Linked DNA regions of Sus scrofa: region 1 is linked to region 2. Evidence: chromatin contacts called from public promoter capture Hi-C data. All regions are on one chromosome and are shown on one strand. The core of a region is the stretch at or near the end of the contact, and the rest is flanking DNA. Distances in the headings are between cores, read along the strand shown. Region 1 holds the start of CARHSP1 (calcium-regulated heat-stable protein 1). Region 2 holds the start of C3H16orf72 (UPF0472 protein C16orf72 homolog).

Region 1 (4,647 bases), core at 1,871-4,370, 180 kb before region 2:
CAGAAAAAATGCAGTGTCTTGAGCCTTCACGGGTTTCTGGATGGGGGTGGCCAGGGCTGGGCACCATATTCAGATACCTTCCACCCCTGGGGCCAGGCCACTGCTGGCAGGTAGGGATGAGTCCTAGCCCACCTGAAAGGAACAGGACAGGGCACTGGAGAACCAACCCTGCTCTTCAGGGACAGTGAGAAAATGCAGATTCTGAAGGTGGGGAGAGGTCTCAGATTGTGCATTTCTAAGAAGCTCCCAGCAAGGCAGATGCTGCTGGTCATCCAACACAGAGTGGCAGGGGTTAACAGTCTTGCCCACCTCTCAGCCCGAGTAAGAGGATGGGAGGGAGATTGAGGGGGAGAGAGCTCTAGATGAGTCACAGTCACCCTAGTAGACCCAGGTTCCATGCCAGTGCTTCCCCTCTCGACCTCCAGCCCAGCTGAGCTCCAGCCTCCCAAGAACTGAGGGCACATGGGCCAACAGGCCTGGCAGGTCAGGGGAGGCTGGACAGGGGGATCCCGAGGAAGTCGGAGAGGTCCTTAATAAGCCTGAGGACTCTTCGGGCCACACTCACCTCCATTGTTTGGGAGAGAGTGGGGAGCTCAGATGGGGGTGGGGGAGTGGAGGGGAAGGGGAAAAGGTTGATGGGGAGTGGGGGGCAAGACTCAGAAGGGGCGGGGCCAAGGGAGGGGCGGGGAGTCCTGGGGGAGGGAGCTGAGACCCCGAGGGGAAGGGGCGCAGGGGCGGGGAGGCCTGGCCACCGAAGAGAAGTACAAACAAGGCTTGGAGGGTGCAGCCGGTGATGCCCAGCCAGCGCCCAGCCGGAACCGCTCGGCCCGCCCCAGAATGCTGGGAAGAGGCTGGAAAGCCGGAAAGCCGAGGACTAGCTCCTGGGAAGCTGAGGCGCCCCTCCAGCACAACTGCCAGGCCCGGCTTAGCGCTTCCGGACCGCCCCGCCCCGCCCCGCCCCCGCCTGGGCACCCTGGAGGGGGGGAAGCTCGAGCCCTTGTTTGTAACTAAAAGTCGACTCAGCACCCCGTCACCCCCACTTCCAGCATTCCTGGATTCCAGTCTGTCTCCATTCTCCCAGGGCTTCGGTCAGAGCTGAGTCTCAGCCTAACTCTTCTCTCCGCTCGCTCCGTGAGCCCTGGCAGGCGACCTCGCCGCCCCCACCTCAGCTTCCTCATCTGTCAAATGAGACAGTTGTGGCGCAGCCTCTCAGCCGGGCGGATGTCGTGCGAGGGCGTTGTGCAGAGGGTGCCAGCGACAATGGGCTCAGGCAGCAAGAGTTGAGCCGCTGATGGTGGAACTGTCAGGCATGAGGATCTAGAATAATCCCTCCCATCCCTGTCCCTGCTGATGGGACACAAACCAAATGCCCTGACTTTGCCCCTCGCTGAGACAAAGAAAGGCCAGTTCTTCTCCCAAGGGAGCCCTCCCGCAACCCCACCCAGGACTCCAGAGCCCCGCGCTAGGCCTGGCTCAGCTCATTCCCCTTTGAGCATCTGCTGCAGGCCGGGCTCCATGACGACGCTACAGGGCCCTGTTGGTGCTCTACGGGGGCACCCCCGCCAGTTGGGGGGTGGGGATGGAGGGGAGGGTGACAGACACGCCAGCATTGAGAAGCCGTGGTCATCAAGACCTCCCCAGTACCGGAAGCACAGAGCGGGCTCAGAGGAGGCCCGGGCCTGAGGAGGCTGCTGCTTCGAGTCCTAAACTGGGTTGGGCGTGGGTAAGTCATTCCAGGCAGAGGGTCCGGCAGGGGCAAAAGGCCAGGGAGAGGGAGGACAGGCAGCAGAAAATGGGGTGGGGTAGGAGATAACAGAAAGCTCTGCGGACAAGTTTGGAAATTAAACAACCGTGCGACATTAGGAGATGATTTTAAGCTGAGGGTTGACTTGAACCTGTTTTTACAACTTCCCTCTAGGTTCAGGGTGGCGAAGGGATTGGAGGGGCGAGAATGGGAGCCGAGAGACGGAGAAATATCAAAAAGGCATGTGAAAACTGACAATAGCTAACGTTTCTCCCCGCACTGGGTGCGCCATCTCCTTTTACACTCACTCACTCTGCTAGGGTAGGAAAAACAATCTTCCCAGCCTACAGATGGGAAAACGGAGGCTCAGGGAAGCTTCCTATTTTGCAAAGAGACACCCCCGTCTGTGGGAACAGAGATGGTGCCTGGAGTGGGCTGGTCTCGCGCCCTCCACCCGCAAGACACACATCCACTCCAACCTCAGAAAAGCTGTGGGAGCCAGGGGCTTCCTTTTTAGGGGGAAAAAAAAAAAAAAACCGTTGCATTTCCGGCCTGAAAACTTGGGCTGCCAGCGAGGCCGGTGGGGAGGGGAGCCTGTGGGCTCGGGGGAAGTTTCTCTGCACTGCCTTGGGGCCCCCCATCCCGACGCAAACGCACCGGCCTGGCGCCCGGCGGCTCCTCCTCTCCAGACGCGGCCAATCGCGCGGCGCCAGGATACCCCCCCACACCCCGCCAGGCCTGGCGGAGGTCCCACTGCCGAGTCCACAGCTGGCGCGACCAGGCCTGGCTGGGGGCTGGCTCCACCTTCTGGAGCGGCGCCCCCCTCGCCTCGCCCCAGCGCACCGCGAGTCACCCCTTTCAGCTCCAGCCCACAGGCGAAAGGGGAGGGAGATAAGGGGGGCAGGCGGAGGGGGGGGAGGACGAGAAGGAGGGAAGGCTTTTTCCGCAAGAAGAAAACAGGTGGCCAGGCGGGAAATGCAACCTGACGTCTGCCCCCAAATCCCTCCAGCTGCTGCCACACCCACCCCTCTCCAGGAAGGATGAGTAACCCGTGCTCCCCAAACAGGTCACGGCGGCCCGGGTATTTTTTTAGGGGCCTAGAGAAACCCAGCCCGGAGACCCCGACCGAAGAGTCGGAAGACCCTGTAGAGGGGAGACGCATCGGGGCAGCAGCTGACGAAGAGGCCGAGGTCCCATCCCGGCCATCCCTGGGCCTCCTACAGGGCAGGGGCACCCCACCACACCCCTCCTGGGGTCCCGGGAGAAGCTCCTACCTGGTGATCCGTTCAGCTCCGCCAGCTGCTCCGCTCGAACTGCGAGAACTGGGCTGGGAAGGGGGCGTGGTTCACGGGACGGTCTCGCGGCGCCCCTGCCTAGGCCCCGCCCCCCAGAGCTCTCGGCCAATGGGGCTGCGGGCTGGAGCAAGAGCGGGGCGGGCGGGACCAGCCCGGACCGGACCTTTGTGTCTGCGCGCGGGAGTGGCGGGATCGCCGGGCGCAAAGCCTTGGGTGGGGGAACCCGATCTCTCGCCTGTGCTGCACCCCCGGCCAGAAAACGCCCCTGGAAAGTGGGAGAATTTGTTGTTCCCCTAGCCAACCGGGTCGGTCCGGCCCCCACTTGACCTTCGCTCCAGAATCCGGATGAGTCCGGGGCACCTCCGTCTTAGCGGAAAGAAAGAGATCTAGGAATGTCAAGAAGGAATGAGAGCTGCCAAAGGGAGGGAAAGAAAAAAACGAAAATGCAAAGAAAGAACAAAAAAAAAAAAACGGGAGCTGTTGATTTCGTTCTTTTTTTGTTTGTGTTTTTTGTTCTTAATTTCCACTTCCTCCTCGAGTCCTCTGTATCTGCAGGTGAATGACCTTACTCTCATTTAACAGGAGAGGAAACTGAGACAGAGAGGTGATCAACCCCTTACACACAACAAGTTGGGAACAGCCCCTGAAAGGGAGCCCAGCTCTGGATCAAGGCTCAGGCTGGCTGTTGAGGGGCAGCGGGAAGTGGGGAGGTATCCTGTAACTGTCCTGCGACAACAGGGTCCAGGATTGGGGGTAGCATGGGGGTCTCTCCTGAAACCCACTAGCTCTGCCTGCCTTTCATATATGCAGATCGCTTGCGGTGGGGGTGGGAGTGGGGGGGTCCCAGGAAAAAGAACCAGGCATGGCTTTCTTGACATGAGAAGCCCTTTTGTGATCTAAGCCTTTATTTATTTATCTTTTTAGGGCCGCAACTGCAGCATATGGAAGTTCCCAGGCTAGGGGTCCAATTGGCCCTGTATCTGCCAGCCTATACCACAGCAGTGCCAGATCCGAGCTGTATCTTCAACCGACACCACAGCTCACGCCAACACCAATCTTTAACCTACTGAGCGAGGCCAGGGATTGAACCTGCAGTAATTGCCAGGTCTGAAAATTATTGATGTTAAGGAAAGTGAAGGAATGCAGGAGCAAAGGAAAAGCAGTCAAGATACAATAGCTCATTCCCACTGTAGCTCAGCGAAATGAATCCCACTTGGAACCATGAGGATGCAGGTTCAATCCCTGGCCTCACTTGGTAGGTTAAGGATCTGGGGTGGGCATGACCTGTGGTGTAGGTCGCAGACACGGCTCAGATACCACATCTCTGTGGCTGTGGCGTCAGCTCAGACTCAACCCTTAGCCTGGGAACTTCCATATGCTACAGGTTCGGCATTAAAAGGCAAAAAAAAAAAAAAAAAAAAAAAAAAAAGACGCAATATTTCATCATGGATGAAACAGTCTTGGTTCCTCCGCAAAAGAACGATGATGTCGACCCTGTGACTTCAGTCACTGAAAGCTTGTACTCAGTCCACCTTGGCCACAGTTCTATGCCGACTTCTCTGCTCAAGCCCCTTCATGACTATGCATGTGGAGCCTTAGCTTAAACCT
Region 2 (4,700 bases), core at 2,050-4,549:
AAAAAAAGAAATAAAAATAAATAAACCAAAAAAATGGAGTTCTCCTGTGGTACAGTGGGTTAAGGATCTGATGTTGTCACTGTAGAAATAGCAGTCCACCTCCCGCAAAGGAAGGGATGGAAAAAGAAAATGTTTCCTTCCCCAGGAAGCCCTTCCCGATACTTGCCACTGGGAAGCAGTTTTTGGCACATGCTGCTTTTCACAGTGGCTGCACGTGAGCCTCACTGCACAGCTTTTGCAGGTTGACTGCGAGCACCCACCAGGTGCGGATGTGTAACAGTATTGCTTAGTTTTTTTAAAAAGGCAGTTTAGAATGAGAAAAAAAAAATCATCTGTTAGTAGCCAGGTCTCCAGAGTCATTTGTGTGTGTGTGTGTGAGAAAGAGTGACAGAGAGCGAGCGACAGAGCTTCATTTAAGACCTTGGTAGGTCCCAGAAAAATCTCACTCACCACACAAAACGTAACAATACATTCAGATAATTATTATTCAAAAACTCTTCAGGAAAAAAAACTGAAGAGTTTTTCCTATTGAAAATTTTTTTCCATATTATAGAATCATTAATTTTGTTCTTTTGGCTGCTCCGCAGCCCATGGAGTTTCCCAGGCCAGGGATCAAATCCAAGCTGCACTTGCAACCTACGCTGAAGCTGCAGCAATGCTGGATCCTTCACCTACTCTGCCAGCCTGGATCAAACTTGCCTTCTAGCGTTCCAGTGATGCTGCTGATCCTGTTGTGCCACAGCAGGAATCCCAGGTTTTTTTGGCTGTCCCTGTGGCATGTGGAAGTTCCCAGGCCAGGGACCGAATCTGTGCCACAGCAATGACCAGAGCTGCTGCAGTGACAATGCTGGTTCCTTAATCCACTGTGCTACCAGAGAACTCCCTCAATATATTGTTTTTGTAGTAGCTGTACAAAACAAACCCAGGCTGTGTGCCTCTAACCAAATGGACAAGGTGCCCTGCCTGCCGCTACCTCCCATTCTAGCGGATGAACTAAGGAACTGAGGTTGGTCTAAAGCCCCCACTTTTGCTTGGCATGTCCTTTCTGCCATAGCCTTTATCCCCTTTTCTTTCTAAGCACTACTGATTTTTATTATTATTTTTAAATTGAATTATAGTTGATTTACAATGCTAATATCTGCTCTACAGTAAAGTGATTGTTATATATATTTTTAGTATTCCATTCCATTATGGTTTATTATAAAAACACTGCTGATATATATATATATATATATATATATATTTTTTTTTTTTTTTTTTTTTTTTGGTTGTGCCCAGGGCAAATGTAAGTTCCCTGGTCAGGGTTGGAACCCATACCACAGCAGTGACAACAGCGGGTCCTTAATCCAATAGGACAGCAGGTAATTCTCCTAGTAATTTTTTTTTTCTTTTCAGGGCTGCACCAGGGGCAAATGGAAGTTCCAACAGCTAGGGGTCCAACTGGAGCTGCAGCGGCTGGTCTGCAGAAACACTGGATCCCAGCTGCATCTACAACCTATGCAGCAGCTTGCTGCTACGTTGCATCCTTAACCTAGTGGCGGAGGACAGGGAAAGAAGCCGAATCCTTAGGGACACTAAGTTGGGTTCTTTTTTTTTTTTTTTTTTTAAGTTGGGTTCTTGACCTGCTGAGCCACAAAGGGAACTCCTCCTCTGCTAATCTCTTAAGATTCAACAGAGAACAAGACTGCCAAGATCCTTGCCTTGTAAGAACTTACTTTGTGGTGAGAGGAGGCACACAAGTAAATCATTTCAGAGAGCAATGCGGGCTATGAAAAACTAAAACCAGGCCACAGGAGAGTGTAGAGGGAGGTACTTTAACGCAGCTGGTCTGACAAGCGTTCTCTGCTTCCAGGCCATTTGAGCCAAACCTTGAGGAATGACGACGAGGCAGGAGAGAGGAAACTGCGAGGGCAAAGGCCTTGAAGCAGAGAAGAGCTTGGAGGTCTGACGAAGCAGAAAGAAGGGCAGTGTGGCTGGGCAGCCCTAGCCAAGCAGAGAGTGGAGTTCAGATGAACGCAGAGGAGGCGGCGGGGCCAGATCCTGCCGGGACTTGTAGCCCACAGTGAGGTCAGATTTTCTTCCAAAAGTGATGGCTTTACAGCCAAACCGCTTTGTAGAAGGGCGCTTTCGCAGCCCCTGGGACTTATCCAAGCCCCCGTGGCTCGTACCCCCGCCGTCAGCGTATGAGTCTAAGGGCCAGTTTTGCATCTGTGCGGTCATCGCCCCTTTACGTGGCTTCTTCCTCTCCAGACCTTGAGCCCCTGGGACGTCCCCAGCCTGGTGACCACAGCGCGCAGCTCGGCGCCTGGTCCACAGGAGGCGCGCAGCCCGGGTGATGCGGAGATCGCACACGGCAGGTGATTGAGAAATCGGCGCAGAACTAACCCCCTGGAAACCCGGCCTCCCACTTGGCGCGGCCACGAGGATTCCCGGCCGGAGGAGGCGGGGGCTGGCGCGTGACGCAGGCTGCAGCACATGGCCCAGGAGTGTGCTTTTTGGGACAGGTGCGGGGGCCGCCAACTTCACGAAGGCACAGACGCAGCCTGGCCGAGGCACAGCTCTCCTGCCGAGGTTTATTTTCGGCTTTGTGAGTCGGCTGCGCGGCCGCAGAGGTCTAGTCAAGGGACGGGTCAGGGTGGGGGGCGGGCGCAAGAGCCCCCTGGACGCAACGAGAAGCGAGCCGCGTGAGTGGTGGCGGCCCGCCGGCCTAGCCACTTAGAAGTTTTTTTGTGGACTCCAAGGCTCAACTTGCTAATCTAGGAAATTGGTCTCTGAAATAAACGAAGACTCGCTTCGCAAGTTCATTCACCTTCTTCACTTCCCTCTTCTCTTTGGAAGCCCAAGAGTCTGGCGTAGGAGGCTGTCACCCACTACATCCCTCAGTCCCAGGGGCCCAGTAGCTGGACTAGACTTTGCGTCCCCCGGGGCCTCGGAAGCGCCGGAAAAGCCCCCTCGGGGTGCGGCCGCGGGGCCAGGTCACGTGACCCCCGCACGCCGCCTGGCAGCTGCGGCTGCAACTAGCGCGCATGCGCATTTCTCTATCCTCCCCACCTCGGTTGGCTCCGACGCAACCACTGTCAGCTCCTCCCCTCTGTCCCAGTCTTCATCCTTCCTGACTTTCACTCCCTTTCCCCCGCCCACTGGTTACGTCAGGCGGACAGGCCTACGAGCCAATCACGGCTCTATATTCAGGGGACGGCACGCGGAACCGGTCGGATCGGACCAATGGGGGCTCTCGGAGTGGGCGCGCCCCAACTGGGCAGGGGAGCCGGGGCCGAGTGGGCGGTGCTTCCCCAGTCAGCATGTGGGCGGGGGAGGGCGGTGACCAGCAGCCGCAGAGGCGTCGACGGCGGCGGCGACGACGAAGACGTTCCTCAGTCTTCGGGGTGGGCTCGGTGGCGCAGGCCGGGCTTCGCGGAGGTCTCGGTGGTCTGCGGCGGCGGCCCTAGAGAGGCCGCGGCGCTATGGCGTGGTGGTAGACCGGCTCAGGCCGGCGAGGCGAGGGGCGGCGGCGATCATCCGGTCCGCGGCGACCTTCGGCGGGGCCCGGGGGTAGGGAGACTCGGGGCGGGGGTCGTCCCGGACAGCGCGGGGCCGCGGGGCGGGGCTCGCAGGCCGTCGGGGTGCAGGAGGTCTGGGTCGCCGCGAGGAGCCGCCGCCGGCCGCTGGGCCCCGCCACCGGGCCGCTCGACGACGACGCTCCCGCGGGAGCCCCGCCTGAGGAGGACGCGGCGGCGGCGGCGAGGCCGCGGGAGGCCGCGGAGGATGGAGGAGCGGAAAGAGGAGGGCGAGGCCGAGATCCAGGAGCACGGGCCCGAGCACTGGTTTTCCAAGTGGGAGCGGCAGTGCCTGGCCGAGGCGGAGCAGGACGAGCAGCTGCCCCCCGAGCTGCAGGAGGAGGCGGCGGCCGCCGCGCAGCCCGAGCACAAGCAGCAGAAACTGTGGCACCTCTTCCAGAACTCGGCCACCGCCGTGGCCCAGCTCTACAAAGGTGAGGGCTGCTGCCGCCATCTTGCGCCGTCGCCCCCGTCGCCGCCGCCTAGGGCCCGGCTGTCGGGCGGTCGGCGGAGAGTCCGGGGTTGGCGGTGGGGTTGGGCGGTCTCCGAGGCTCCGGCCGTCGCGTCGCGGCCCTGCCGCCCCCTCCCCGCAAGATGGCGTCGCGGGAGGCGGGCCGTCGGGAGGCGCCCGGGGGGTGGCCCGGGGCGGGCGCTGGGGGCTCCTGCGTTGGGGGCCGCCCGGGGGGCCCCTCGCTTCTGGGGCCGGGCCGCCGGGCGCCCGGGGCCTGTGAGGGGAGGGGAGGGGCCCCCGGTCACAAAATGGCGAAGGGAGGCTCCGGGGCGGCCTATTGTGCCGGAGCCGGTCTCGGGGCGGGGACTTTGAGGGGGCGCCTCCCACCGCCGCGCCTGGGCCCCGGCTGCGCCCCGCGTCCCGCGTCCCCCCCTGGCCGCCCGCCGCGACCCCCTTCCTGCCGGCCCCCGACCCAGTGCGGGATCCCGAAAACCTTGAACAAAATGGCGAAACCTAATATGGCCGTTCCGGAGTGATTGACGCCCAAATAACATTGCTTTCTCTCTCTCTCCCCCCTCCCCCCTCGCCCCGTCTTTGTGCATTTCTTTCTTTCTTTTTTTTTTTTTTTTTCTCTTTTTGTCGTCTTTCAGACCGAGTGTGTCAGCAGCCAGGACTTTCTCTCTGGGTCCCCT

Evidence for each region. Promoter capture Hi-C pulls out the DNA fragments that hold promoters and counts their contacts.
Region 1: a promoter capture Hi-C map of liver shows a contact between it and region 2, with 2.3 times the contacts expected there. The contact joins the promoter of CARHSP1 here to the promoter of C3H16orf72 in region 2. A contact is called at or near these places in 1 of 5 promoter capture datasets (liver), 4 of 47 Hi-C or Micro-C datasets (embryonic fibroblasts, liver and skeletal muscle) and 2 of 2 datasets of contacts at active chromatin or transcription factors (alveolar macrophages and skeletal muscle).

What each region holds. Positions count from the first base shown.
Region 1 is chr3:33,832,820-33,837,466 of Sscrofa11.1, reverse strand. CARHSP1 (calcium-regulated heat-stable protein 1) reads right to left here and starts at 3,120. Exons shown (of 4, transcript XM_003124608.6): 1 at 3,019-3,120.
Region 2 is chr3:33,653,937-33,658,636 of Sscrofa11.1, reverse strand. It overlaps C3H16orf72 (UPF0472 protein C16orf72 homolog), which reads left to right and starts at 3,299. Exons shown (of 4, transcript XM_003354616.4): 1 at 3,299-3,991; 2 at 4,659-4,700. The coding sequence starts at 3,766.